Linked DNA regions of Mus musculus: all the other regions are linked to region 1. Evidence: chromatin contacts called from public Hi-C, HiChIP or PLAC-seq and promoter capture Hi-C data. All regions are on one chromosome and are shown on one strand. Each heading gives the region's core, a stretch centred on a gene start, on an enhancer-like site or on the middle of the called end of the contact. The rest is flanking DNA. Distances are from core to core; before and after follow the strand shown. Region 1 holds the start of Aptx (aprataxin). Region 2 holds the start of Enho (energy homeostasis associated). Region 3 holds the start of Dnaic1 (dynein, axonemal, intermediate chain 1). Region 4 holds the start of Myorg (myogenesis regulating glycosidase (putative)). Region 5 holds the start of Nudt2 (nudix (nucleoside diphosphate linked moiety X)-type motif 2). Region 6 holds the start of Ubap1 (ubiquitin-associated protein 1). Region 7 overlaps Aco1 (aconitase 1).

Region 1 (3,767 bases), core at 927-3,426:
AGGAACATGGCAAGACGATGGAAACACACTCCCTTCTGCCACAAAGTTCTTAAGTTGTGATGCTCCGATGCACTGCTTCCTGTGGAGCTGATGCAGTTACTGCACAATGCTTACACAAAACCTTAAACAGCAGGTTGGCCCATTTGGGCCTCCAGACCCAATCTGTAGGAATTAATGACTGCAGAATACAAGAACATAGCTGGGTTTGTTTAAAGTAGAATGCCCCAAAACAGAAGTTCATTCTACCATTCCCTCTCCCTTCTGCAATGGCCCATTTGCTGACTACACCACTGGTTACTATGCCCTGATTAATTCTGGTTGGTTGGTTTTCCTTTTTCCAGACAGAGTTTCTTTGTGTAGCCTTGGTTGTCCTGGAACTATAGACAAGGCTGTCCTCATACTCAAGAGGTTCACCTGCCTCTGCCTCCCGCTGGGATTAAAGTCATGTACCACCAACACCACCCAGCTCTTTTTTCCCCTTCCCTTTTCTCCCTCTTGCTCCAATCCCGCTTGCTCCAGGGCCCACTCTCTCCGGCCCATAGGTTCTTTATTTGTTTCTCATTACAGATGAGCCACCATGTGGTTGCTAGGATTTGAACTCATGACCTCCAAAAGGTGCTCTTAACTGCTGAGCCATCTCACCAGACCCCACCTAGCTATTTTTGAGTCCTAGGTGTCTTAGTTAGGGTTTCCATTGCTATGAAGAGACACCATGACCAAGGCAACTCATATAAGGACAACATTTAATTAGGGCTGGCTTACAGGTTCAGAGGTTCAGTCCACTATTATCAAGGTGGGAACATGGCAGTGTTCAGGCAGACATAGGGCTGGAGGAGCTGAGAGTTCCACCTCTTGTTCTGAAGGCAGCTAGGAGAAGACTGGCTTCCATGCAACTAGGACAAGGGTCTTAAAGTCCACACCCACAGTGACACACCTACTCCAACAAGGCCACAGTTCCTATTAGTGCCACGCCCTGGGCCTAGCATATACAAACAATGACGTTAGGAAACCCAAATGACAGGGCAAGTGACATGAGGCCAGAAATCTATCTTGAAGCGCTGTTAGCACAAGAATTTTCTTCAACAATGGAAATGTAGTAAACCTTCAAGCCACACTGATAACTGAGCTTTTGAAGGGCCATTAACACAAGTAAGGAACTGAATTTCCAATTAAACTTAAAGTTGCATAAGCACAAGTGAGTGTGGACTAATGTCCAACACAGACTTGAACTTAAGACTCTCAGCTTCTAATTTCTCAGAGGAATTAGGCTAAGTATTTCACAGACTGGCTCCACTGGCCAACATCCTCACTCTTCCCTCCCCAGACATACATGCAGGCACCTTTACCTGCACATACCATCTTTCAAGAATGCAGCATGGCTCCTGGCTAATACAGGATATCCAGAAGTTTGAGGTTAGACTACCCTACATACTGTTACCCATCTTGAAGAAGAAAAAAAATTGTCCAAGCCCAGTGGCAAACGCCTGTATCCCATCACTGGGAGGTAGGGACAAGAGGATCAGAAATTTGAGGAGGCCAGCTGGGCTACAGGAGACCTCTAAAATTAAGTGGGGAGGAAGGGCCTCTTACGAAATCCCCAATATATGTCGATTTCTCAAAAGTAATTACCCAGCAATTCCAAATTGGTGTCATTTCAAAAACCCCTGCTTTGTTGAATCTCTGCATTGTAAAGAGAAAGACCTTACACTGCTTCCGGCATTCTTAAGGCCCGCTGGGGACACTGCTAGTGCACCTCGAGTTACTCTTGGAAGGCGTTTCTGGCAGAAACACTTTCCTGTCAGGCTGAACAGCCCCGCTGCATGGACTTTGTCCACTCTTATCTCTAAATCTTTTCATGCTGATCTGGCAGCCAACTAGGTACAGGAGCCGGGTGGGGATGGGGGGCGGGGAGGGTGGGAGGCCGGAACAATGCGGCGGAAACAAAACTCTGAAACACGCCCACCTGAGCAAGACCAAGGGGTGGAGCCTAATCCGCCCAGAAGAAAGAAACCTCGAACTCCACCCTCAAGGTCACCGCTCCGAGTTAGCAGCCCGGGCCAAATGCCCCTGCCCGCTTCTAACCCAGCAAACTACGAAGGCAGGCGGACCATTAACTTACCTCGACTGTGGACACCCACAAACTTCACGCTGCTCTACTGCGCCTCGCCGCTTCCGGTGCTGAGAGATGACGTCACAAACGGCTGCCTAGCAACCGGTGATGATTCCAGTATCTTTTCGAGAATTGGCTGGAACGTTTTCTCGCCCGATACCCAGGTAGAACAGTGGCGCTAGCCGCTAGTTGTCCCCCGTGAGGATAGCTCCTTTGCTCGCAGCCTCCCGGTTGTCTGAATCCGGAGAGATTTCAGACAGCAGTCTTCTGTGGCTCATCTACGCAGCCATGTCGCCTTTTAGCACTTCCTCCTCAGGAAGCTTGCTATAAGTTAAAGCCATCTTTGAAAGGGAAAGAACGAGGTTGGAGGTAGTGAGAGAAATTCGTTCTGTAGCCCAAATTGGTCTTGAACTCGCGAGAATCTCCTTAGATTCCCCCAGTGCTGGGATTGCAGATGTGAGCTACCAAACACAGCTTTGAAGCCATCGTTTAAACTACAGGCTGGAGTGCCTTACCACCCACGTTAAAATTACACTTTTCTTTCTCTCTATAAGGAGAAAAAAGACTGAAGAGAGAGACAGAGGAACCCTGCTAAGATTTTTTTTTTATGATGTCTTCTCTAAATGAACTGAGGGCAATCAGCAGGAGGTTGGGATGACATATGTGTACTGATTTTTATAGCAATTCCAGGACGTTCCCTGAAAGTCTTGTATTGTAAATCACTAAAGACTTCTTGGCAGATGAAAGAATTCCTATCTCGTGAGTAAAATCAGAGTGTAGAATCTGAAACGCAGTCGAAACTGAACCTTACGGAGGCCCCCTTTTTTGGGGGTGGGGGGGTTGTTTAGACAAGGTTTCACTGTGCCCTAGACTAATCACAAACTCAAGATCCCCTGCGTCTACCTCTGAAATACTGGGATGACAGGTCTTCGTCCCCACTCTCAGCTAAGAGCTCTTTTGTTTCTTGATCAAATGGGTTACTATTGTTTTCTTGAAAAAGCAGGCTCCACTGTCTGATGGAGATGACAAGACAGGATGGGAGGATGTCCCTGAGAGCAAGGGAAAGCCGTGCTTTTGTTGACAAAGAAGATGCGGGTGTATGTTAGGATCAGAGCAGGAAGGGAGGAGGAATCTCAAGCTGTACAAACCTCAAGGCTGAGAACGTGGTCCATAACTGCCTAAGACATCAAGGCAGATCTGGTGACCCGACAGTTTGCGTTTTCCCTCAGGATTAGGCCTCTTAGCCAAGACTTCTACGCAGTCTCCATTGTGTCTCGTACAGCTAAAAATTAAACTGGGTCATTTGTGCAGAATTGAGCAGAGTTTTCCTAGCCACTGTATTAGGTCTATTCCATTGTCTGCAGTGCACTGACCAGAAAAGCAAGGTTGTTTGGAACAATGCACGGTCAAGGGCGTGGCAGGCACTTAAGACATTCACTGGGGTTCACATTGCTAGGGGACTACGCACCAAAATTTTTTCAGTTTCTCTATGAATCAAACAACTACTAATTTTTGTCACCCTAAAGCCCCACTATTCTGCTCTTAGCTTCCATGGGTTTAACCAATCTGGAAATACCATTTAAGTGAAATCATGTAGTGTTGGTTTTTGTAATCATTTTCTTTCACTTAGCTAGGTGTCAAGTTTCATCTACAATGT
Region 2 (3,767 bases), core at 438-2,937, 940 kb after region 1:
GGGCTGCAGCAGGTAGCTGCCTTCATGGCTGGGCTTCTGGGGTGGTGGCGCCTTCTCAGGACAGGGGCCAGGGCTGGAGTTGGGACTGGATTCCGAGAGAGAATCGACGTCAGCAGATCGAGAATGGCAGGCCCAGCAGAGAATGACCCAGAGCAGTAGCAGCAAGAAGCCTACGAGGCCATTGCAGACGATGGCGATGAGAGCCCCTTGGGAGATGGCTGCCCCCATGACAGACAGCACCCTCAGGCCAGCGCAGACAGTGGAGCTGCCTCAGCGGCAAGGCCCATGCCGAGGCACAACTCTGGGGTGGCCAACCATCCAAGGTGGCTGTCCTGTCCACACACAGCGACTTCTTGGCAGGGAAGATGCCCACCTGCAGTCCTGGGCCTGAGGAAGTACAGAGGAAAGTAGACGGAGGTGAGGAGGAAGAAGTGGGCTGAAGCCTAGGGGGACAGCTTCCATCTTTGGCCTCAGGCAGAGAGCAGTGAGTCCCAGCAGTCTCAGGTACCCCACAAAGCCAGCACCTCCGCCCTCAGGCCTGGCTCTGAGCCCCTGGGTGCTGTGGTGCAGCCAGAGTGGGGAAGCTATAGTAGGCAGGCAGCCTCTTTCTCATTCTCCTCGGAACTGGTGGGTACAGCCTAGCCCTGCCCACCATGCTTCTAGCCCTTCAGATGTGCTGTTGGTGGGCGGGACTGAGGTGGCTTAAGGCCCAGGAGGAAGATTATGACCATGATTGTAGTGGCTAGGGCATCCTCTCCTTTCTGAGGGCTGCAGTCAGCCAGTCCAGGAGACCTGCAGAGGTGCCAGCTCACACAGAGGGAACTTTGTGGAGGCTCTGGCAGGAACGTGTGGGTTCTGTATACCCAAGGCTGTGTGCCTAGGTGTACCTTTCCCTGGGACTTTGCCTCTCTGGATCAGGTGTGTGTCTGAACGTACATCTTCCTGTCCCTCTGTCTCTCGCTGGATCTGCATCCTTGCCTCTGCAAACACACCTCTTTGAAGGTGTGTGGCTGCCTGTCTCTCTGTGTCCCTATCTCTGAGTGTCTTGAGTCTCATTTCTCTACCAGTCTCTCTGTGTATCACTGTCTCTTTTCACGACTGCATGTCCCTTTGCCCTCGGGGACAGGTCTCCATGGGGTCGGTATCGGTGGTTCTGTGCGTCTTGCATGTGTCTCTGCCTTTGTGTCTATCTCTCCTCCAAGCTGTGTGTCTCTCTGTCTCTGTGTGGGTCACTGCCTCTTTATACTCGTCCAAGATCTCTGTTTTTCGACCCTCTGCCCGTAGGGGAGCCCCCCTTACCTGAGTTGAGCCCGGTGCGCGCCCGCGAGAGGGTCCGGGACAACGGGATGCTCAGCGCCGACTGAGGCTCCAGAGCCTGCGGGCGGGGGGCGGCGAGAGGCGGGCAGGGGCGACGTCCACTCCCCGGGCCCTCCCCCTGGGCCGCGCAGCCTCCGCCGGCCGCTCCCGCCGGGGCGCGACCGGGCCGGCCTCTGCCGCGGGCGGTCTGCGGAGAGCGGGCACCTCCTCCCCCTGGGGCGGCGCCTCCTCCGCGGCCGGGGCCGCTAGCTCGCTCGCTCGCTCGCTCTCTCGCTCGGCAGCACTCGGGCGGCGGCGGCAGGAGCGTCGAGGAGTTCGGCTGGGCTCGGCTGCGTTCGGCTGGGCTCGGCTACGGCGGGAGGGAGTCGGCTGAGCTCGGCTGAGCTCGGCGGGCAGCAAAAAACAGCGGAGAGCCCCGCCTCGTGAGTGGCCAGCGGCCTGCGGCCCTTTGGGGGAGGAGCCATCTCTGTGCCGCTGCCGCCGTTCAATTGGCTGTCCGGGCCAAGTTCCCGCGCCATTGGTTGTGCTCTGGGGTGGGACACGACCATCCTGGTGCAGGAGAGAAGGAGGGAGGGGCTTGGGAAGGGTGAGAGGAGGGGTATATAGGGGCCACTTTGTTTTGATCCATCCCTTGAAAAGGTGAAGGGTCAGCCCACCTTTTTGCAGGGATTTCTTGCATCTTCCACACCTGGAATGCACCCCCACATGTGAAGCGTCCACCCCTCCATATCTGAGAGAAGTCTGTTTCTATTATCTGAGAAAGTCCATGTGCCTCCACACCTGACCCTCCTCACCTATCATCTTTCTACATATCCCTCTCCCAGTAGAGTGTAGAGTACCTCATGTCCACTTTACAGCGCCTGTAGATTGCCCCTAGTCCTAATAACAGTGTGATCTCTGGGAATTCATGACCTTTGTTGCGTTTTACTGATTTCTCACCCAGTGTTGGTCACAGGGTTGTGCATGGCTTGCTGGAGGGAACTTGAGACACCTGAAGAATGGCCCAGCTCTGGCTGAACTAGATCCAGACGGCATGGATGGCCTGACTCTCCATCCTAACAGTTCTGAGACCAAGGTAGCTTGGACAGGAGCAGTCAAGTAGGCCTTCCCCTCTCAGACCCTTAAGTAGCAGGGCTCACACATGCAAGGAGCTACATTTCTGGCCCTTTAGTGATTCTTAAGTGTACTTGTGTGTGGCTTCTATCACATATTGTCCATGGACAGTCAGAGACCCATGGCCCCACATCCAGCCTTAACTTCCCTCAGAATACTATACTCACAGCAAAATGCATACTGGAGTCACAGTGGTGTTGGTTCCTGGTTCCACTTTCTAACTCTCTTAAACGAAGCTTTCTTCTCAATAAAACTGTCATAGTAATAGCTACTTCTTAGGTTCTCACTAATTCATTTATACCATACCAACCACATCTCAGCAAATGTCAGCTGACAAGCCAAGACCAGGTGGCTAAGGGGCAGGGCTCCTCCTTCCAAGAAAAGGAGAAAGGGGAGTGTAAAGCCATCTCAAGGGCTGAATCATCTGAAGCTGCTGTGTTAGAGGCTGTCTAAAATAAACTACGGACCCCGTGGAGTTTGTCAGGATGGATTAATTTTAGTTCCCCCCTGTTACCCAGCAGGGTGGGGGTATTGTGAGAGGGATCAGATCAGTTATAGGAAAGAGAGAGACATATGGTCGCACATCTGAGTATAATGCCAGTGAATTTGTGACCTAGCCGCAGGGGTTCAGATTTCATCCTGGAAACAGTGGGGAGTCACTGAAGAATTTTGAGCATCATCGGAGTGATGTGATCATAGCCAGAAATTAGAAGGATGATTTGGGCCATTGGGTGGAAAGGAGTTTTAAAAGCATTTGAGAGTGAAAGATACTCCTACCTTTCACAATGATGAGGGAGTAAAAATACATCCTTGACAGAGCAGAAACACACTGGGGTATTGAGGTACATCAGTAGGCAGAACTCAGAAGGCAGGGCAAGTAAGAAGAGGACATTCTGGGGTAACTGGTTACCAGCTGCAGCACTGTGAGGCAATGCCCCGTGATAAAGAGCCCAGAAGAGGGGATGCTGAGATGCTTCAACCATGATAACCACTTGTCACCACGTCTGATGACCTGAGTTCAATCCCTGGAATCATGATGGTGGAAGGAAGGCAAGACACAACTCCACCAAGCTGTTCCCTGTCCTCCACGCTACACCCTGTAGCACACAGCTGTCCCCACTAGACAAATATAATTTAAACATAAGTTTCAGCAAAGAACTAAGGCCGTAATGTTTGGAGATGTCAAATTTGAGGTAGAATGCTTTAGTAGAGCTGTTTAGCAGACACGGACAAGCAGCTCCAAGGTTCAGGAATGAGGTCCGGTTCCGATTAGTTTTTGCAACAGGGTGAGAGTTAAGTCGGAAAAGTAGGTGAGCTCTCTTAAGGAGTCAGAACTG
Region 3 (3,767 bases), core at 887-3,386, 870 kb after region 1:
GAGCCTACTAAGTTCTAACTCAGCCCAAGGGCCTTCTTTACATCCACAGAACCAACTGTTCCCTGGAGATTTTCCGGTTCCCAAAGAATCCGGCAGTGACATCAAGGTAGGGAAAAGTCCTGCAGCATCTCTCAGTTTAACACTGTACAAAGCCCATCTGTTTCAGCGTCACAAACCGTAGAAGACACTTGTCTCCAGCTGCACGGCAATTGATTATCCAGCAAACGGAGATTGTCATACTTCCCACTGTGGTTCACCTTGGCTACTGTAACAGGCGGGTTCCTTACCTAGGAAACCACAAAGCCTACCTGTCAGTTTGGGAGCCGAAGGCCCAAGGGAAGAAGCTATTCTGGGCCACCCTGACTAACACAGAGGGAAGAGACGTGGGGAGCCCTCAAGCTTCAGGAGTTGGAGAGCACAGGTTGGCTCCAGCAGAGAGCAAGGCATCCATTACCTATTGGTTCCTGGCCTATCACGCCTCGTTTTAGATCTTACTAGCACAGGCCCCAAGGTGGGTTAAGCAATGAACATGGCCTCTACATTCTTTCCTCTCTATTCTCTAGGCCAGCTGGCTAGGCCTCTGACTTTCCTACCCATATGCTGACAGCAATGACAGTCAGGTAGCCTCAGGGCAATGGCCAGGAGGCACCTTCTTCTTTAGGCCATGCCTCCATAAACTGGCATCGCCCTCCCCCTTCCATCCCCTCGGCGCCGGCATCGATGACATCATTCCTGCCTGACTCCAGGACCACGGACCGGAGGCAGGATCCCCGCCCAGCAAAGACTCCAAACACGTAGGCCTAAGATGATAGGGGCTCTTCCGAATTCCGAACCGGTCGGCACGGCCCACTTCAGCACAGCTCCACCTCTTATCCTGGAGATACCTTCCCATGGACACCCTTGAGTCTCCATCTCGCCACCGCAAACTCTTCCCCTTCCCGATGCCCCCAGATCGAAATGGGGCTCCTCTCTCGAGAGGAAGGAAATTCCCAGGTTCTGCAATGAACCTCTGCCCCCATCAAGGCCTGGTTCCTGCTCAGCTTTGCTATATTTATCTAAAGGACCGGCGGGCAGGCCTCTCCTTTTCTAAAGGCCTATTTCCTTTCCTCCTTAGACTGATCTGCTGGCCTCCTCCCTCGCCCTGAGCATCACAGGCCTCGGGGAGCTAAACGCCTTTCTCATCCGACCCCCCGGGCTTGCTGCCAAAGATGCTCTGTGACATCCTCCTAAATTGCCCTCCACTAGAGGTGTGCACTAGAGTGCCTCCCTTGGTCCTATCCGACGGCGTTCTGCATCTGCTGACCGTGCCCTCCGCCCTTTCAGGTCCTTCGCTCGCACCGCTGGTAATCTCCCACGGTTTTCTCGCTCTGCAAATCTCCCTCCCCCGGCAAAGCGTTTTCAGGACTCCCTCTACCTTATCAGATGGCGCCCCCTCGCACAATCCCCACGGCCTAGTTCCTTCCCTCCCCTCCAGCGGCGCCCCTCCCGGCCCTGGCCTCTCCGCCGCCCGCCCCCTCACCAGCGGCTGCATCTCCGAGTGCGCGGTGGGCACCTGGAACCGGTCGATCTCCTCCATCATGGTGCCGGCGGGCGAGCGGGCCAGGGGCCGGGCGCGGCCAGGGACGCCGATGGGACCGCGCGGGGCGGCGGCCCCAGAAGCCCGGCAGATTATGCAGACTAGGCCGCCCTGGACCGGTCGGGCGGATAGGCGGATGGAAGGATGGATAGGCGGCGAGAGGCTCGCGGGATGACTGAGACCGGCGTAGCTCCGTGGGGTTGCCTAGAGCTACCGCGGCAGTAGCCCCGCGGAGCCGCAGGTCTTGCCTCGCCTCCTCCTCCGCCGCCGCCTCCTGTCAGCAGCTCAGCCACTGCGGTGACTCTGCAACTCCACTTCCGGGTCCGGGACACCGCCCGGATCCTGCATTATTCATGAGAAGGCGGTGTCTGGGTGCCCCAGCCCTTCCCACTTGCGGGAGCTCCTTGCGCGGAGGGCGGACTTATCTTTCTCTGCGGAGGCGGGGCTTAGCGGGGCCAGAGGATCCCTGCGCGCCCAAGTTCCGCCTCCTCCCCGTGTCCGGAGGGGGCGCTAGGTGCGCCTGCGCACCCGGTGCCTGTCGGTTGCTGGGTAACCGCGTCAGGGAGGAGCTGATGCTGTTCTACAAGGGCGCGAGGACCCACAACGTCAGCTGTCCCCGAAGAACCCTGGTGACTGGGAATTGAAGTGGAAGAGAGTCTGCACTTCCTGTGTGTGGTCAAGAAGGAGAAACTACTCCCCAGGAGAGGAAGCGTTTTGTAGGTTTTTCAGGGTGTGAGGTGCTTTCTATTCTTGCGGCAATGCCCTCGAAACAGATTCGTAAGCAGGTAATGTCTTACTGTGGCCTGCTGTCTTCTGAAGACCTCTGACCTTAACCGCCAGTTATTTCCTGTTGACCTCCAACCTCTCTTTCTTGTGACTCCTGGTTTGTGTTCCCACTGACCTGATTCTCCTGTTCTTTCTCACAAATCCTGCCCTCCTCTCCCAAATTTTCCTGAACCCACAGTCATTTTACTTTTAACCGAATCTGGTTTTTTCTTATTACTTCCATCTCTTCACAGACCCATCTTGTCTTGTCTTCGCCCTTAATCTCCCAACACTCCACTGAGTCCCTTCCTCATTCCCCTCTCATTCTTGTCCCAGTGGATTTTTTTATTCAACACTGCAGCATGGTCACTGCAGAGCTAAGTAAGTGGGGACATTTGCCATGTGGGAACTCAGAGAGGGGGCATGAGAACTGCACAGGAGACACGGAATAGAACAGATCGTGTGCAGGAATTTGGAGCAAGAAGTCAGAGAGGAAGAAAAAAAGACCCTTTTTCTAACCATGTTCCCTGCCCTCCAACACAAGTTTCCTTCTTATAAGACCCTCATTCACTTAGCCTTGTGAACGTTATGTTTCTGTCACCTGGCAATATGTTATCCCTTCTCACAGGAGAGTTGAATTACTCCCCAAATCACCACACATGATAAGCTAGTCTCAGGTTCTCAAGGAGCATTCTGCGATATAAAAGAATGACTCTTTCTGTCCTATAGAAATTGCTTTTATTTCCTAACGTCTAGCAGAGCATCTACTTTAAAAACAAACAAACAAACAAACAAACAAACAAAATGCTTTTCTATACTTAAGCCTAGGTATATTGAGGTTTGGAGAGCAAATCTGTGCCCATGATATCTAAGACTTCACATATTTTGGTAGAGGTTCTTGTATATCAACTTTGTGCCTTCTGCTTCTTTGACACGTGTCATCTACAGCTGAAGAACCGATCAGTCTTAGAGCTCTGTAGGCATTGAGAGGCTGTCTCTCCTTGTATTTATTGGTCATGCCCTGGTTTTATGTTGAGGCGGAATTGTGATTTGAAACTCTTGTTCTGTGCTCAAGGCAGCAGACCCTTAATTTATAGGCAGTTTGTTTTAAGTTGACATTACCAAGGTCAAGCTAGTTAGATATAATAAAACAGACCCTTTTGTATGCTTCAGGTTTTGATAGAATTGTTATGCGAATACAATGAAAACATAGAATATGTCCTCAATTACAAGAAATTCCCTGTGCCTTAGTCCAGTTGAGGTCTCCCTCCCTCCTGCCCCCTCAGCACTGGTCTGCTTTCTCTCACCACAGATGATTTGCTTTCCTGGCAGGTTATAGTTTAAACAGAATGAGTTTCTCCAGTCTCCTCAGGCGAAACACCAGTGACAGCTACATTGAAAGCAGAAAGAGGTGACAACAGAGAGG
Region 4 (3,767 bases), core at 618-3,117, 800 kb after region 1:
AGTTAAGAGCACTTAATTTCCAGAGGATCCGGGGTTCGAATCCCAGCACCACATGGCTTCTCACAAACTGTAACTCCAGTCTCAGGGGATCCAATGCTGTTTTCTGGCTTCTGCAGGCACCACACACACACACACACACAGAGTGCACATACACACAGGCAAATACTCATACACATAAAATAAAAATAAATAAATCTTCAAAGGAGAATGTCAAGGGGGCTGGAGACATGGCTCAGTGGTTGAGAGCACTGGCTGTTCTTCCAGATGGACCCAAGTTCAACTCCCAGCACCCACATGGCAGCTCACAATTGTAACTCCAGCTGCAGGGGAATCTGACAACCCTCATGTAGACATATATGCAGACAAAACACTAATGCACATACAGTAAAATAAACAATTGGAAAAAGAATGTCAGGTGCAGATGAGCGTTTTGGTTCTAGAAGACACGATTCAGTCCCATTCTTTTCCCTGCCTTATCCTCTCCCCCAAACCCCGCACCCCCTAGAGCTCTCTAATCTCTCAGGTCACTACCCAAGCACAGTCTGGAACAGCCTCTACTTCCGCTCTGATCTCTAACACAAGTTAGAGATCCCCTCTCCTCCTTTGGGTAGCAGTGTCTTTTACTGATACTCTCAAAGCTGAGTGGAACCCAAAGAAGACTACAGGGGCCCCAAATTGGCTTACTGTACACTTATGTTCATTCAACATAAGCAAGGCTACATCCTGGGCATCAAGGGGTTAAGAGGAGAGGGTTTGAGTCTGAATAGGAAAGACTCCCTAAGCCCCAATGCTTACATATTAAATTGGTCTTATCTTATGACCCCCGGGAGCCTGAGAAGCTCACCATGATATCCTCCAAAGCCCTTTCAAAACTCAGGCAGAACCCATTAGGGTTTCGATGAAGGACTGGCGCCCACAGATTTAAACACCCACCTGGTTGGGCCTCACCATGTTCTTCCAAATGACCCCATAGCGTCCAATACCAGCAACACTGCGAGCTGTTGTCCATTTTATAGATGGGAAAACACAGCTCGTCAGAAGCCACCCACTGGGATCCAAACCTCCTGCCTCCACCTTCCACCATGAGAATGGGTGTGGACGGGTGAGGTCTGTCTTTTCAAAAGCTGCGGCAGATCCAGCTTGCCTCGGGCAGATCAGGACGGTTTTAGGGGTGTGAAAGGGGCAATTTAATGGCATCTGCTATTGTAGCCGAGGGGAGGAACTCTGTGGCTCCAGTCTTAGTGGCGTTCTAGACCCCTATAATCTGTCGAGTCTGCCAGCTGGCCAACACAGGCTAAGGCTAGCAGGTGGGGTTTGCTGAGTGGCTCAGCCTAAGAAAACTCTTGTTCGCTACACACTCAACCTCAGTCTTGGCTGCAAGTCCCAAGCCTACAGTTTAAGGGCGGGCCCAGCTCAGCATAACTGAGCCACTTGAGGCAGAGGCCTTTGTCGGACACAGTTGGGAGGGGAGTGGAAATGTCAAAGGCAATTCGATCCTGCCCATCTCCCTCCCCTGCTCAGGGACGGGATCCACAAGGATCAAGTAACTGCACTAACACAGCCTGGAATACTTCACACCCACCGGTGGCCCCACACCCCACACGATCCAAAGGGGCAGAGGGAAGGGCAAGGAGCCCGTAGCCCGCTGGGAAGCTCTGGCCTGAGGAGGGGTTCAGGTGTCCAGGGACGCTCCACCAACTAGAGCAAGTTCAGGAACTGTGTGCTCCTTAGAAAACTCACCACCCTCACTGGGACCCAAAGGCTTCCCACTAGGTTCACCTACCTCAGTGACCGCCACACGGAAGAAAGGGAGAAGGGTCCTCCGGCTGATCTTTCTACGCTAGCAGGAGTTGATCAGCCACAGCCCTGCGGGTTGCTGCCTGGCTGGGCACCGTGGAGCCCCTCCTGCGCCCCGCCCTCCGGCTACTAGGCCACTCCCAGCCGTCCAATGTGGTTTCAGGCCTGGGACTCCAGCCCCACCCCTGGCGCTCAGCCCCTCCCCCACTCTGCGTGCCTTGCACAGACTTTCTTCTCACCGCCCCAGATCTGCCCTTTGGGCCCGCCTCTAGCTTGATTCCACCTCCCGCCTCAGGCGCCGCCCTTGCCAGACCATTGCTAGCCTGGCTCATCCCCAGGCCTTATGGGAGATGTAGTTCCGAAGGAAGGAGTGGCTGATTGTTGGGGTTCTTGCTGAATGTTAGGGTTCTTGCAACGCCATGCTAGGATTGCTATGTGTATAAGAGCACAGCAAGGCAAGGGGGGAAGACGTATCTGTGATGGTTTGAATACGAATGGCTCCCACAGACTCATATATTTGAATGCTTAGGGCCTGGGCATGACACTCTTTGAAAGGATTACAAGGATTAGGAGTCATGGTCTTGTTCGAGTAAGTGTGACCTTGTTGGAGGAAGTATGTCACTGGGGGTGAGTTTTGACTTTTTAAAAGCCTATTCCAGGCTCAGAGTCCTCTGCCTATAGATCAGAAGGGAGGACTCTCAACTGCTTCTCCACCATACCTTCCTGCTGCTATGCTCTGCTATGATCACAGACTAACCTCTGGAACTGTAAGTAAAACCCCAATTAAATTATTTTATAAGAATTGCCATGGTCATGGCCGGGCGTGATGGCGCACGCCTTTAATCCCAGCACTCGGGAGGCAGAGGCAGGCGGATTTCTGAGTTCAAGGCTAGCCTGGTCTACAGAGTGGGTTCCAGGACAGCCAGGGCTATACAGAGAAACCCTGTCTCAAAAAACCAAAAAAAAAAAAAAAAAAAACAAAAAAAAACAAAAAAAAAAAAAAAAAAAAGAATTGCCATGGTCATGGCGTCTCTTCACCATGCCATAGAACAGTGACTAAGACAGGAGTCTTCAGGAATCTGTTCCCTCAAGGTCTGGGGAGCTGTATTCTTTTAAGAACTGGCACAGGGTTGGAAAATAGAAAGCAGATAAAGCAAGCTCACTGACCCAAGTTGGATTTCTGGAACCCCCAGGCTGGGAAGGAGAGGGTAGACTCCCTCAAGTTGGCCTCTCATCTCCACGTGTTATGGATAAAGTGTAAAAATGGCTTTAAAAACTCTGGGATGACCTGTGCTCCCATTTCCCACTGTCAATACCCCAGTCAAGAACGCCTTGGAGGGATCCTGTAGACCCAAAGAGCCTATGTTCCGAACTGTCAGTTCTCAGCACTCAGGACCAGACTAGCAGTACCCCAGTTTCTGCTCGGTATTTTGCAATGCCCACTATACCCTAATATAACGTGTAGCTCCTTCTATTAGTGACAACCTTTAGTTAGAAATGATTGTGCCATGCCATGTTCTTTCCCCTAGAGGGAGCAGTGGTGCAAGAAAATGGGAAAACACTAACCCCCTAGAGATTCTAGAATAACCGCCCCCCCCTCCTAACCCCACCCCCTCCCTTGCAGGACAGAGCAGAACTTTCTGTTACAATGTGAAGTTTCTTGATCATGAATTCTTCCAAAATGATGTTTGGTAGCTCTTAGACTTGGAAGGGGGAGGGCAGCAAACATTTCTGAGCACAGGGAGCATTTGGGAGGCTGTAATGGAGATCTGGGATCTGAGATGTGAGAGGAATCTATGTTTGTGGGTATAATGACAGCTAAAGGGTCTTCAAGTAGAAAGATCTGGATGGTTAGGGGAACTCATCTCTGTGGTGATGGAGAGGACGCCAGCTGGATTGCTGATATATCTATCAGGAGGTGGGTCACTCGGGCGTGTCTGAAATGGTTGGGGGTGGGTTTCCTTATCTCA
Region 5 (3,767 bases), core at 375-2,874, 760 kb after region 1:
CTAGCACTCCTAGGGAGAAGTAAGTGTGTGTGTGTGTGTGTAAGATAGAAATATCCTGGAGTATGCACTGCAGCAGCAGAAACAAGCTGCTTAAAAAACATGGAAAATGAGAACCAGTTCCTCAAAGTTGTCCTCTGACCTTCACTTGAGTGCTCACACACACACATACATACACACACACACATATACATATACACACACACATACACACACACTGTTAAGTGAAAAAAACTCAAAGTCAAATAATTGATTTCAGTTTCCAAAGCACAGATAAAATGTTACGATAGTTGGTGGTCAGTAAACAACAAGAGGAAATCCTCGGGCATATAAGGACAGAATGGCCTGTTATAAGCAAATACATTTAGGGGTTTGAGAAGAGGTACTTGTAGGCCAGACTACAATGTGGAGAGAGCACGTCTCTCTGATTGAGAACTTTGTCTCAAAACCAACCAACAAACAAAAGCCACACAAACAAAAACTTAAAAAAAGAAAAGCAGTAAATAATGAAGTAATGTATGTATGCTAGCGGTCAGCTTGCTTTCTCCACTCTATTACTGCTCAGAATTCCCTGCCTTGGGAATGTTGCCACCCACACTGAGCAGGTCTTCCTGCCCCCAACGTGGGAACGCCAACGCTGAATTTTCTGTCTCTTGTATATGAGATTAGGGTGTCCTCTCTCTTCCACCTGCCCCCAAATCGACTTTGAATGGGACAAGGCAGAAAGATAACTGAATCTATTTGTAGTGAGTGAAAGCCAACTGAACAAATATTTCCTTAAAAAAACAAAACAAACAAACAAAAAACTAATATGCGTAAGACGCTGTGGAAAGGCTTGTCTTATCTCAGAGGTCAAAATTATATGAGAAAAAAGGAGAATGAGGTTTGCGGAAGTTCACAAAACAACCGAAAGTCCAATCGAAGCGCTCTGAAGAGCGTGTCTCAAAGGCAAGAGGCCTTTGGGGTACTCAGAAAAGCCTCAAAGCTGGTGGTGGTCGAGGTAATTGCTGAAGAGGCGGTAGACAGGGAGATGAAACGTGAGAGAGCGCGAGAACCCTCGAAGAACCCGAGAAGCCAAGTTCTAGTTACCCCGCAAATACCGGTCTCGGCTCGCGCCGCTCGCAGACAGGAGCACCCGCTCCCGCGCAGGCGCAGAGCCTGGGCTCAAGCTAAAGCCACCGTTTCTCACCTCAGGGCAATCCCGGCTCCTCCTCAGTCAGTTTTCAGGGAGGACCGAAGAAATAGTGCGGTGAGGAGAAAGCCCTAAGGCCGGGCTAGCAGAGCGTCCGGTCAACCCGCCTTAGGTGTCCGCCAGGCCACATCCCCATGGCAACGCCACAAGCGCCAGTTCGAACGCGCGCGCCGACGCCCGCCCGCCCGCGGTCCCGCAGCACCGACCAATGGTCATTCACAGAGCCTGTCACCTCTCCTCTAAAAGGCCAATCAGAAATCAGAAGGGGAAGGGGGCGGTTCATTCTCCACCAATGGTTCAGCTTGAGGCAGATCTCGCGACGGTCCCAGCCAAAAAACCACGCCTCAGGGGCGGGTGGAAGCGCCTGATGCCCAATTCTGTGGCTCGTCTGAAGTGCAGCCGGGCTCTTCTGATTGGCTGGCGCGCTACGTCTCCGTTCGAGGACCGCCTCCTGCCTCTGGGCTACGGGTGAGTGCTGTGGGGCTGGGGGGCGTGGGGAGTGTCGCGGGCTCCTGACCTGTTGCTGCGGGGACGGAGCTGGCAGTGAGGCGCGTGTAGGCCAGGCCCCATCCACTCGCGGGACCTCGGTTTATCTCTGTGCACCAGAGAGGACTAGGTTCAGTGGTGAGGGCGTGGGTCGGAAGAATCCCAGAGGCAGAGAGATTCACCTTTGGGACTTAGCGGGCCAATCATATCTTCTCCCTAGGCTTGCTTTGTAGTTATCGATTAAACCCTGCCTGCATTCCAAAAGATCTTACGTTTGGTAAAAATTATTACTTGTGTGTGTGTGTGTGTGTGTCTGTGTCTGTCTATGCGCGCCACGTGCGTGCAGATGCTCTCAGAATCCAGAAGGCGTCGGATCCCAGGAGCTGGAGTTAAACGTTGTGTGGGCCACCTGGTATAGGTTCCGGGGAACCGAACCCCAATCTTTTGGAAGAGTGACAGGTGCTCTTTAGCCCCCAGAGATAGAAAGTCACAAGATTCCCGTCTTAAGAAAAAAAGGCGAAACAGCTTAAATCGAGAAGAGTCAAGTTGCCAATGCAGAAATGTTCTAATGTCCAGTGGCAATTAAGCTTAATGATGTTAGAAATTGGACGTGTCTGCATTTGATTAACTACTCAAAAATATTTCTGAACCATAGTTTTATTTTTTTTTTCCTTTTGTGAAAAATAATAGTAATGCTTCAACGGGTTGCAAAGACTATTGGGAAAAAATGCTTGGCCAGGCCTAGCCTCTCAGGTCAAAAAGGAACCACCAGCATAGTAGGAACAAATCCAGTAGCCAGCATGTGTGCAGCTTCATATGTACTTTAATGGAGTGCTCGTTTTTAGCTCAAAAATGAGCGATTCGGGGGCCTGGAGAGATGGTTCAGTGGTTAAGAGCCCTTAACCTCTCTTCCAGAGAAATTTGAGTTCATTTCCCAGCATCCATGCCAAGTGGCTCACAGTAGCCTCCCAACTCCTGCTCCAGGGCATCCATGGCCCTCTTCTGGACTCTTCAGGCACCCACATACCACACACAACTGGCAGACACACAAGACATAAACAAAAGTAAATCACTAATCAGTTAAAGAATAAATGTAATTCTTACTAATAAGGAAATACAGTATTCAAAAGAGAAAATTGACAATATATTAAAGGGAATTAATCTTGTTGATCTTTAAAAATTACTAATACTTAGTGTGAACACTGTTTATCAGCTGTTTCCTGAAAAATATAAAAATGATAGTGCATGTCTTTATTCCTAACAGAGGCTGGAGGATCTCTGAGTTCCAGGAGAGACAGGACTATGACACAGAGGTGGGGAAATTCTTGATTCAACTATTAGAAAGAGTTGACTGCCAGTATAATACAGAGAAGCATTCAGGTGGCCTATTATAATACAAGATAAGAGTGACTGGCATGTATTCATGTCTGTCTACACATACTTTAAACTCTCAACAATGAGAAATACACGTTAGAGTCACTTTACAAATGAGGACCTGTCTTTCAGGTAACAACCTGACCTGAGTGGCTAAGTTTCTTTCACAGCAGTGTCAGGTATACTTTTCTATCTTGTACTGTTTTGAACTGAAAGAGGGTGAAAATATTTGGAATACCAGATAGGAAAGGGGGTGATTAGACAGGTAAATGCACCCAAATTCAGGGAAAGTGGCTCGTCTTAGTCAGGGTTACAACATCTGTGAGGAAACTGACCCAGAGCAACTTGAGGAAGAAAGGGTTTGTTTGGCTTACTCATCCTTATCACTGTTCGTTGTCAGAAGGAATCTGGAGACAGGAGCTGATGCAGGGACTGTGAAGGCGTGCTGCTTACTGGCTTGCTCCTTGTGGCTGCTCTGCCTGCTTTCTTATAGAGCCCAGGACCCTGAGTGCAGGGATGGCCCCACCCACAGTGGGCCATCCACATCAATCACTAAGAAAATGCCCTATAGGTTTGCCTACAGCCCAGTCTCATAGAAGCATTTTCTAAACTTGAGGCCCCCTCTGTTGGAGACCATACCGTGAGAAAGTAAGCCTTTCGCAGTTTCCCACCCTAATAAGTCAAATGGCCTTGTGTTAGGAGCCGGTCACCTCCTCCT
Region 6 (3,767 bases), core at 565-3,064, 650 kb after region 1:
TTTGTTGTTGTTGTTGTTGTTGTTTTTGTTCTTGTTTCTCTGTGTAGCCCTGGCTGTCCTGGAACTCACTCTGTAGACCAGGCTGGCCTCGAACTCAGAAATCCACCTGCCTCTGCCTCCCAAGTGATGTGAATAAAGGCATGTGCCACCACTGCCTGACTAATTAATTAGTTATTTTGCCAGCATTTTAAGGCCAGTTTGGCCAGTTGAACTTATGTCTTTTGGCCAAACATGGGCTCTATCACTGAGTTGTACTATCAGCCCTATTTTATTTATTTTTATGGAAGGAGTAGTGTTTCATGTAGCTCAGGCTGGTTTTGATGTCTCAGTATGCAGCTGAGAATAACTGGAGCCTCCTGTCTTAGCCTCTCAAATGCTGGGATTATAGATATTTGTTCTTCTCTTGTGCTCCAGGAAATTGCAGTTTCTCTTAATAAGAGATTGGTAAGAGCCTAGTTTAAACCAGATACAGTGCTGTAACTCTTGATCCCAGCACTCTGGAGGCAGAGATGGGCCGATCTCTGTGAGTTCCAGGACAGCCAGTATTAAATATTGCAAGTTTAGGACCAGTCTAGATTACACAAGACCCTGCTTCAAACAAGAGAGTCAAACACACACACACACACACACACACACACACACACACACAGACGGAGAGACAGACAATCACACAGACTCCCACAGGCATGCATGTGTGCGTGTACGTGAGAGACAGACAGAGAGAGAGAGAGAGAGAGAGAGAGAGAGAGAGAGAGAGCTGGAAAATCTGACCATTTCCTTTCTGTATTGCATGTTGTAGTGAAGTCTCTCCTGAAGCTGCCCAAGTTCACTCCTACTCCCTAACGTTCACTGCTTTCACTTTAGTGTAGAGGTTCCCCCCCCCCCCCCCCCCCCGTGTGAGCCACCCACTTATTATGGCCACTTTCATTCTCCAGAGTTCTGCTTTGCTCACTGGCCTTTCCACAGATCTGTTAACTAAATACAGATAACCAAAAATTGACAGTTTGCTGTTCCTTGCTCACCGTGACCCCCTCCCCACAATGTTGCACCCAGAGTTAGAGCCTCCTCATTTTTCAAAGCTCAAATACCATCTTGTCTGCTACATAAAATCTGGAGACAAAACAGGCTGGAAAAGTAGACAGGGCAGTGCATTGTGTTTTCTCCAAAGCACTTTATGTCAGCTAAGGATGCTTGTCTAGGAGGCCCTGGGTTTGATCTCTAAGCACTTTCCATACCAGTAATACTCTTTGAGTTTTACTAGAGTCAACTCTCTCTGATCTTATTTCTTCCATTGATCATGAAATTTTAGAGAAAAATATTAATTTAATCAAATTATAAATTCTCCATGAGCCTATATCCAATACACAGAAAGCAGTGAAGGCTTGGATTGTGTTTCGACTTTGAATGCACTGGATATTAAAATTGAAGAGACATTTATAGTTACTGTTTAACCAATTTATTTATAAACTTGGGTCTAGGATATATGAGACCTGTTCTGAAAAACAACAAAACCTCAAAATAAATGGAGAAAGTGAGACCAAAGAGTATGAGACTGGTCTACGAGTCTGAGAGGGTTTCTAATTTCCAAAGAGGATTCGCGGCTAAGGCTTTGGGCGTGTCCTCGCCTTGGCCGCGCCTCTTATCCCGAGTCTTACCCTCTCAGTGACCCCTCCTTTCTTCTTCCCCTTAGGGTCCGCAGGGATCCTTCAGTAAGGAAGCTCCCGGTTGCAGGAACCCTTCAGCTCTGGAAGAGGGATTTAGTTACGTCACTGTCGGCTCCTCCCATTGGTCGGGGCGGGTGGGGTGCGGCGCCATGATGTCAGACGCCTAAAGGGGCGGAGCGTCGAGGGGAAGGAGGAGGGAAGTAGGCCTTCAACATGGCGGCTGTGGTACTGGTGGTGGCTACGGTGACGGTCTGGCTCGGGGCGGGTAGAGTTGGAAGAGGTGGTGTTTGCTCTCCCTAGGGGCAGCGGGAGCCCAGCGGAGACTGAGCCCGGGAGGCCGGGCGGCGCCAGCACCTTTCAGCTTTCGGGACAGCAGCGGCATTCAGGTGAGGGGGCCTGTCTCTGGGGGAGGGGGAGAGGGGCGGAGTTGGGGGAAGGGGCCGGTACGGGGCGACCGGGAGGAGGGAAGATGGGGACCGGGCGCCCAGGAGCCTGGAGGGATGAAAGGATCTGGAGTAAAGGAGCGGGAGGGAGGAAGAGCCGGACGACGACCGACGACTCGGGGCGGATTCTGGGCGAAGGGTCAGAGTGACGGGACCGGAGTTGAAGGGGCGGAGGGCGGACGGGATGCGGGCAAATGAGTTCGGATTAAGGGGACTAATTCGCTCAGAAGACAGGCTCAGTGGAAATCTCGAGCTTGAGGGAAAGATTTCTCTCAGTGGGAGCTAGAGCCGGTCCAGGAGAGGAACCCCGATTTAGTAAAGAAGGTAGCGCGCTGGGGAGTTGAGGGTGAGCTTGGGATGTGAGGATTTAGTTATCTGAGCGAGAGATGAGGGAGAGAAATCAGACCAGGGGGTGACTGCTTTGGGGGATATCTTTGGCATTGTGTGGTCTTCTCTAACTGTCTCATCACTGTGGTCTTCTCTAGATTTTTCTTCCTTTTTTAATTTTCTGGGCGATTACCTGGACTATACCCCTGGGTCTCAGAAACAACCCCGTGTCTTTCTTTTGAGGCTAAGCATTTCTCTTGACCAGCGATCCCTCACCTTTGTGTTGTTGCCTCGTGTTTTTTGAGTTGAGACTTAGAAATATAATTATTTAAAACAATTTTGTATTGAACTGGAGTGAGATTTTGATACTTTTTAGACAGACATCATAGAGTGTTGTAAACTCAAATTCTGTTCACATTTTCATGGATAAAGTGTTTTGTCTTCTCAGTTGTAATTGTTAGTATTTGGGAATTTGAATAAACATGGTGTGTGTTACCTGAATTTTTTTTTTTTAATTTGATGGTATAACAAGGCATTTCGTTTTCATTGATAAATAGGTCTTCTAGGGGCGAGGAGAGAAGGTTAAACAATTCAGAGCACTCATTCTTGCAGAGGACCCAACCAAGTTCAACTCTCAGTTCCCACATGATATCTCACAGTCATCCATAACTCCAGTGCCACCTTTTGATGCTCCTCTGCTAATAGGCAGGGATGTGGTATATATACATACATCATGCAGGCAAAACACTCAGATATATGAAATAAATCTAAAAGCGTTTCTTTTTCTTTTTTTGGTCAGTAAGCTCAGCCCCCCCCTTTTTTTTTTTTGTAAATTTGGAGACAGGTTTCTCTGTGTAGCTCTGGCAATCCTGGAGTTTGTTTTGTAGACTACGCTGGCTTTGAACTCTCAGAGAACTACCTGCCTGCCTCTGCCTCCCAAGTGCTGGGACAAAAGGAATGTACTACCCACTGGCTTATAAAAATTGCTCTTTCTAGTTAATATCCATGCTTAGTTAAACTGAACGTTTCTGTATTAATGCAAAGAACACAAAAGTAAGAAAAGAATTACCTAACATTTTAAGTGAAATTTTGTAAGTTTTTGTCTCTAGTTCATTCTATTCTGTAACTTATTGAAAGCCTACTGTGTCTTTCAGTTACTGAGACTTAATTATGGGAGCAGGAGAATTAGTGTTTTTCTAGTAAATGTCCTTGCCGCTGCCTAGGAGATAACTAACCTGCTCATTGTGGAAAAAGTATTAATTTATAAAAGTTAAAGTATCTGAATATAAAACTTCCTCAAATTTTACTTTAAACTTTTCTTTGTATTTAAAAC
Region 7 (3,767 bases), core at 814-3,313, 540 kb before region 1:
ACATTACAACTCAAAGAAACACTAATTTGGTACTTAACCAGAACGATAGTAAGAAACATTAAAAGTTTTTTGTTTTCCATAATTAAATTACTCTGTGAGAACAGGAAACTTTGACTGTAGCTCATAATATACAATAGTCTTGAATCTGAGCTGCAGTGCTAGGCAACATTGGTTGGGGTTGTGTGCTGTGTGGACACGCAGTCCTGTGTGCACATGTGTGCTCAGAGGCAGGGATGCAGAGAAGTGGCTCAGCGCAGCATGGGTGAGCACTGCCAGAGCCATCTCAGGATCATTACTCATGATTTCCAGTTGACTTTTCGTAGTTGCATTAAATGGCTCCTGGCCACCCTCCATGCAGTGACGCGCTCCCCCACAGACTGTTGAGCAGCTCAGGGTATGCAGGTCGGTACCGGCTTCTGTTCGCTGAGTAGGAAGTGTTTCCTTTCTCCTCTAACACCTACGAGTAGAGTTCGCTTGGTGACCATGGTACTGTTACCATCTTCCTAAGGAAAAGGGAGGCAGTAAGAACTCTTTACACCAGCCAGTTTCTGCAGGAGCCATATTGGGCACCCTGGCTCTGCAGGCTGGTGGGAGAAACAGGATTCACGTGAGGACGTGTGTTGCACCCAGGGCATCTGAGAGCAATGCTAAGGAAATCAGCTAACTGCCCTCACTGAACGGCAGTAGATATGGGTACAGGTGAGCAGTTGATTTCATTGTACATGTTTGGCTGGCTCCAGGCCTAGCACCTTTAGGACACGATACGGAGATAAGAAGGATTCAGAACGTAAGAGTATCTGAAGAAGCGAGTGACAGATTTGCTCAGTTCTTTGAGTTTTCCACACTTCCTCTGACTGAAGCCCTGGAGATGTTCTTCAGTCAATCTTTTTTTTTTTTTTTTTTTTTTTTTTTTTTTTTTTTTTTTTCGTCTAGGCAGGAGAAACAACAGGTTTATCATTGTAGTTGCTATCATGTGGGGTGAAAAATTTGACCGTGAGGCCTAAGGCGTGGATGGCAAATCCAAAGGATGTAGTAATGTGGTGTTTGTAAATGGATGCCGTCTTCAAATTGATGAATCTCAATTTCACGGGCCCAAAGATTTCCAAACTATTTAAGTAGACAAGTTTTGATTTTTCTTATTAGAGAGTTTTGATGTTTTTTTTTTTTTTTTTTTTTAGACTTGGTTGGTTCCCCTCTTACTAAGGCACACTAACAAGTCTCTTGCATTTGTATGATGCTTCATCTTACATGTACCCCCACTTCAAAAAAGACAACCAACCATAAGGCTGGGGCATGGAGGTGCATGTCTCTTTTAACTCCAGCTCTTAGGAGGTAGAGACAGGTATATCCGTGAGTTCAAGGCCAGTCTTACCACATAGCAAGTTCCAAGTAGCCTGAGTTACACATTGAGACCCTGTCAAAAACAAACAAACAGACAACAAACAGACAGCACATGCTTAAATCACTGCCCCGTGCAGCCTCCTCTCCATGCACTGCTGAGTTTTTTTGTCCACTTGATAGGTGCTGGAGTTATCTAGTGTATTACTCTAGTTACTTTCCTGTTGCTGTGGAAAAGCACTGAGACCAGAGCACCGTACCGAAGAAGAGTTTTTCTGGGCTTTGGGCTCCAGAGGGACCAGAGTCCATGATGACATCACAGACATGGCAGCTGGGTCTGGAAGCTGAGAGCCACAAGCAGGAAGCGGGTGGGGGAGGGACCAGGAATGGCCTGTGGCTTTTTAAATCTCAAAGCTTCACCCCCACCCCCAGTGACACACTTTCTCCAGCAAGGCTACACCTCCTAAAACACCCTGAACAGTGCCACCTACTGGGGACCAAGTGTTTAAGCAGCTAAGCCTCTGGGGGAAGTTCTCATTCAGACCACCACATCTGGGAAGAGGGACACTCCATTAAGAAAATGCCTTGACCAGATTGACCTGTAGGCACATCTCTGGACATTTTCTTGATTAGTAATTGATGTGGAAGGCCCAGGCTGCTGTGGATGATGCCATCCTGGGCAGGCGGTCCTGGGGTCTATAAGAGAGCAAGTTGAGCAATCCATGGGAGAGCAAACCAGTAAGCAGTGTTCTTCTGTGTCCTCTGCATCAGCCCTTCCCTGACCTTCATCGATGACAGACTGTGACCCCAGAGTTGGAAGATGAAACATACCCCTCCCCCCCCCGCAAAAAAATTGATTTTGGTCAGTGTTTTCTCACAACAACAGAAACCCAATATAAGACAGGGAGTCTTGTTGTACTATTAACTCTTAACTGCTTCTCCCCGGACTACCTAGTCCAGGCTGGGTACTCATTCATGAAATGCTTCAGACCAGAAGTGTTTGAATGTTTACATTATAGCTGGGCAGGGTGGCATTTGGCTATAATCCTATACCCAGGAAGCAAAAGAGAATTGCTGGCATAAGTGCAGAGCCACCATTGGCTACATGGTGAGTGACAGGCCAGCCAGGGCTGCATAGACAGACCCTGTGTCAAGTATTCTTGCAAATTATTTTGGTTTTTGAAATATTTGCATGTGTACAATTAGATCTCTTAATGATGAAATGAAGTCTCAATATGAAATCCACTTGTTTATGCTTCACATACCATATGTTTCATATGTGTTTGTGTGTGTGTGTGTGTGTATCTCTAAAGCTAATCTTGTATACTGTTTGTTAGCATACCTGTGTTTTGCTTGTGCCTAATCATGTGAATTCAGTTATAAAATCTTAGGTTTATGGCACTGTCTTAGGATTTTACTGCTGCGAACAGACACCATGACCAATGCAAGTCTTATAAAAGACAACAGGTTCAGTCCAGTATCATCAGGGTGGGGACATGGCAGCATCTAGACAGACATGGTGCAGGAGAAGCTGAGAATTCTGCATCTTCATCTGAAGGCTGCTAGTGGAAGACTGACTTTCAGGTAGCTAGGACTACGGTCTTAAAGCCCACTCCCACAGTGGCACACCTACTCCAACAGGGCCATACCTACTTCAAAAAGGCCACACGTCCAAATAGTGCCACTCCCTGGGCCAAGCATATACAAACCCTCACAGGCATCCTCTCTGTACACAAAAGCTCCAGGCTTTCAGTCATTTTAAATGTAAAATGTTTTGGGTTGGCACTTAGTTCTGTACTGCACTTTGAATTGATGCACAGATAGCTGTTTCTTTTAAATTTTTATCTAGTATTTTAAAAACTTGTATGTGCTCATAGTTTAAAATGTAAAGGATCGTAAAGGATACACAAAACCCAAGCCTTCCTGCTGAGGCAACCAGTCCCAAGACGGACTCTTGTGTCCTTAGTGAAGATTTATACCACTGTAGTGAAGAATTGTAGACACCCACACTTTGCATTCTCACAGACAATTCTACCCTGTGCAATAATACCATCCTGCCATATTGGTCGTTCTATAAATGTATCAACTATCTAAATAATATTTACTCATATAAACCTTGAGATGAAGCAGGGAAATTACTAACTATTGTTATACTTAAATTAAAAATATTAGGGAGGGCTTGGAGAGATGGCTTGGAGGTTAAGAGTACTTGCTATTCTTGCTGAGGACCTAGATTTGGTTCCTAGCACCTACATGGCAGCTCACAACTGGCCTTAACTCCAGTTTCAGGGGATCAAACATCCACTCTGGCAGCAGACACACATGGCACACATATATTTATACATGCAGGCAAACATTCATACACATAAAATAAAAGTAAATAAAAATATTGAAGAATAGATTCATGGAAGGGTGAGTCCCACCTTTGT

Evidence for each region. Promoter capture Hi-C pulls out the DNA fragments that hold promoters and counts their contacts. A called contact is a pair of places that touch in the nucleus more often than the background predicts. HiChIP or PLAC-seq counts read pairs in DNA pulled down with a chosen protein or histone mark. Capture Hi-C pulls out chosen DNA fragments and counts their contacts.
Region 2: a promoter capture Hi-C map of pre-B cells shows a contact between it and region 1, with 2.9 times the contacts expected there. The contact joins the promoter of Enho here to the promoter of Aptx in region 1. A contact is called at or near these places in 3 of 39 promoter capture datasets (liver, pre-B cells and stem cell-derived epiblast-like cells) and 1 of 9 other capture datasets (liver).
Region 3: a Hi-C map of CD8 T cells shows a contact between it and region 1, with 2.7 times the contacts expected there. The contact joins the promoter of Dnaic1 here to the promoter of Aptx in region 1. A contact is called at or near these places in 1 of 39 promoter capture datasets (pre-B cells), 2 of 484 Hi-C or Micro-C datasets (CD4 T cells and CD8 T cells), 1 of 115 datasets of contacts at active chromatin or transcription factors (bone marrow-derived macrophages) and 1 of 9 other capture datasets (liver).
Region 4: a contact with region 1 is called in a promoter capture Hi-C map of adipose tissue. The contact joins the promoter of Myorg here to the promoter of Aptx in region 1. A contact is called at or near these places in 1 of 39 promoter capture datasets (pre-B cells), 1 of 115 datasets of contacts at active chromatin or transcription factors (pancreatic cancer cells) and 1 of 9 other capture datasets (adipose tissue).
Region 5: a promoter capture Hi-C map of pre-B cells shows a contact between it and region 1. The contact joins the promoter of Nudt2 here to the promoter of Aptx in region 1. A contact is called at or near these places in 5 of 39 promoter capture datasets (the HPC-7 cell line, erythroid cells, liver and 2 more) and 2 of 484 Hi-C or Micro-C datasets (CD4 T cells and regulatory T cells).
Region 6: a contact with region 1 is called in an H3K27ac HiChIP or PLAC-seq map of regulatory T cells, with 8 times the contacts expected there. The contact joins the promoter of Ubap1 here to the promoter of Aptx in region 1. A contact is called at or near these places in 1 of 484 Hi-C or Micro-C datasets (CD4 T cells) and 2 of 115 datasets of contacts at active chromatin or transcription factors (regulatory T cells and thymic regulatory T cells).
Region 7: a promoter capture Hi-C map of liver shows a contact between it and region 1. The contact joins the enhancer-like site here to the promoter of Aptx in region 1. A contact is called at or near these places in 13 of 39 promoter capture datasets (the 3T3-L1 cell line, the C10 cell line, the HPC-7 cell line and 8 more) and 13 of 115 datasets of contacts at active chromatin or transcription factors (the SCID.adh cell line, acute myeloid leukemia, bone marrow-derived macrophages and 10 more).

The regions. Positions count from the first base shown.
Region 1 is chr4:40,701,018-40,704,784 of GRCm38.p6, forward strand. Aptx (aprataxin) reads right to left here and starts at 2,177. Exons shown (of 8, transcript NM_001025444.3): 1 at 2,120-2,177.
Region 2 is chr4:41,638,615-41,642,381 of GRCm38.p6, forward strand. Enho (energy homeostasis associated) reads right to left here and starts at 1,688. Exons shown (of 2, transcript NM_027147.1): 1 at 1,300-1,688; 2 at 1-387. The coding sequence starts at 228.
Region 3 is chr4:41,567,658-41,571,424 of GRCm38.p6, forward strand. Dnaic1 (dynein, axonemal, intermediate chain 1) reads left to right here and starts at 2,137. Exons shown (of 20, transcript NM_175138.4): 1 at 2,137-2,361. The coding sequence starts at 2,335. It overlaps Fam219a (family with sequence similarity 219, member A), which reads right to left and starts at 1,881. Exons shown (of 6, transcript NM_001159583.2): 1 at 1,520-1,881. The coding sequence starts at 1,579.
Region 4 is chr4:41,501,208-41,504,974 of GRCm38.p6, forward strand. It overlaps Myorg (myogenesis regulating glycosidase (putative)), which reads right to left and starts at 1,868. Exons shown (of 2, transcript NM_001085515.2): 1 at 1,784-1,868.
Region 5 is chr4:41,463,524-41,467,290 of GRCm38.p6, forward strand. It overlaps Nudt2 (nudix (nucleoside diphosphate linked moiety X)-type motif 2), which reads left to right and starts at 1,625. Exons shown (of 3, transcript NM_025539.2): 1 at 1,625-1,657. Kif24 (kinesin family member 24) reads right to left here and starts at 1,325. Exons shown (of 13, transcript NM_024241.2): 1 at 1,187-1,325.
Region 6 is chr4:41,347,182-41,350,948 of GRCm38.p6, forward strand. It overlaps Ubap1 (ubiquitin-associated protein 1), which reads left to right and starts at 1,815. Exons shown (of 7, transcript NM_023305.3): 1 at 1,815-2,050.
Region 7 is chr4:40,159,123-40,162,889 of GRCm38.p6, forward strand. All of the region lies in intron 1 of Aco1 (aconitase 1), which reads left to right. Among named protein-coding and RNA genes, the nearest start is that of Aco1, 18 kb to the left of the region's middle. Within about 2 kb of position 2,064, at least 3 of the 459 cell types and tissues checked have an H3K27ac peak or open chromatin away from gene starts, as enhancers often do. A contact at or near this core is called in liver, where this site is marked.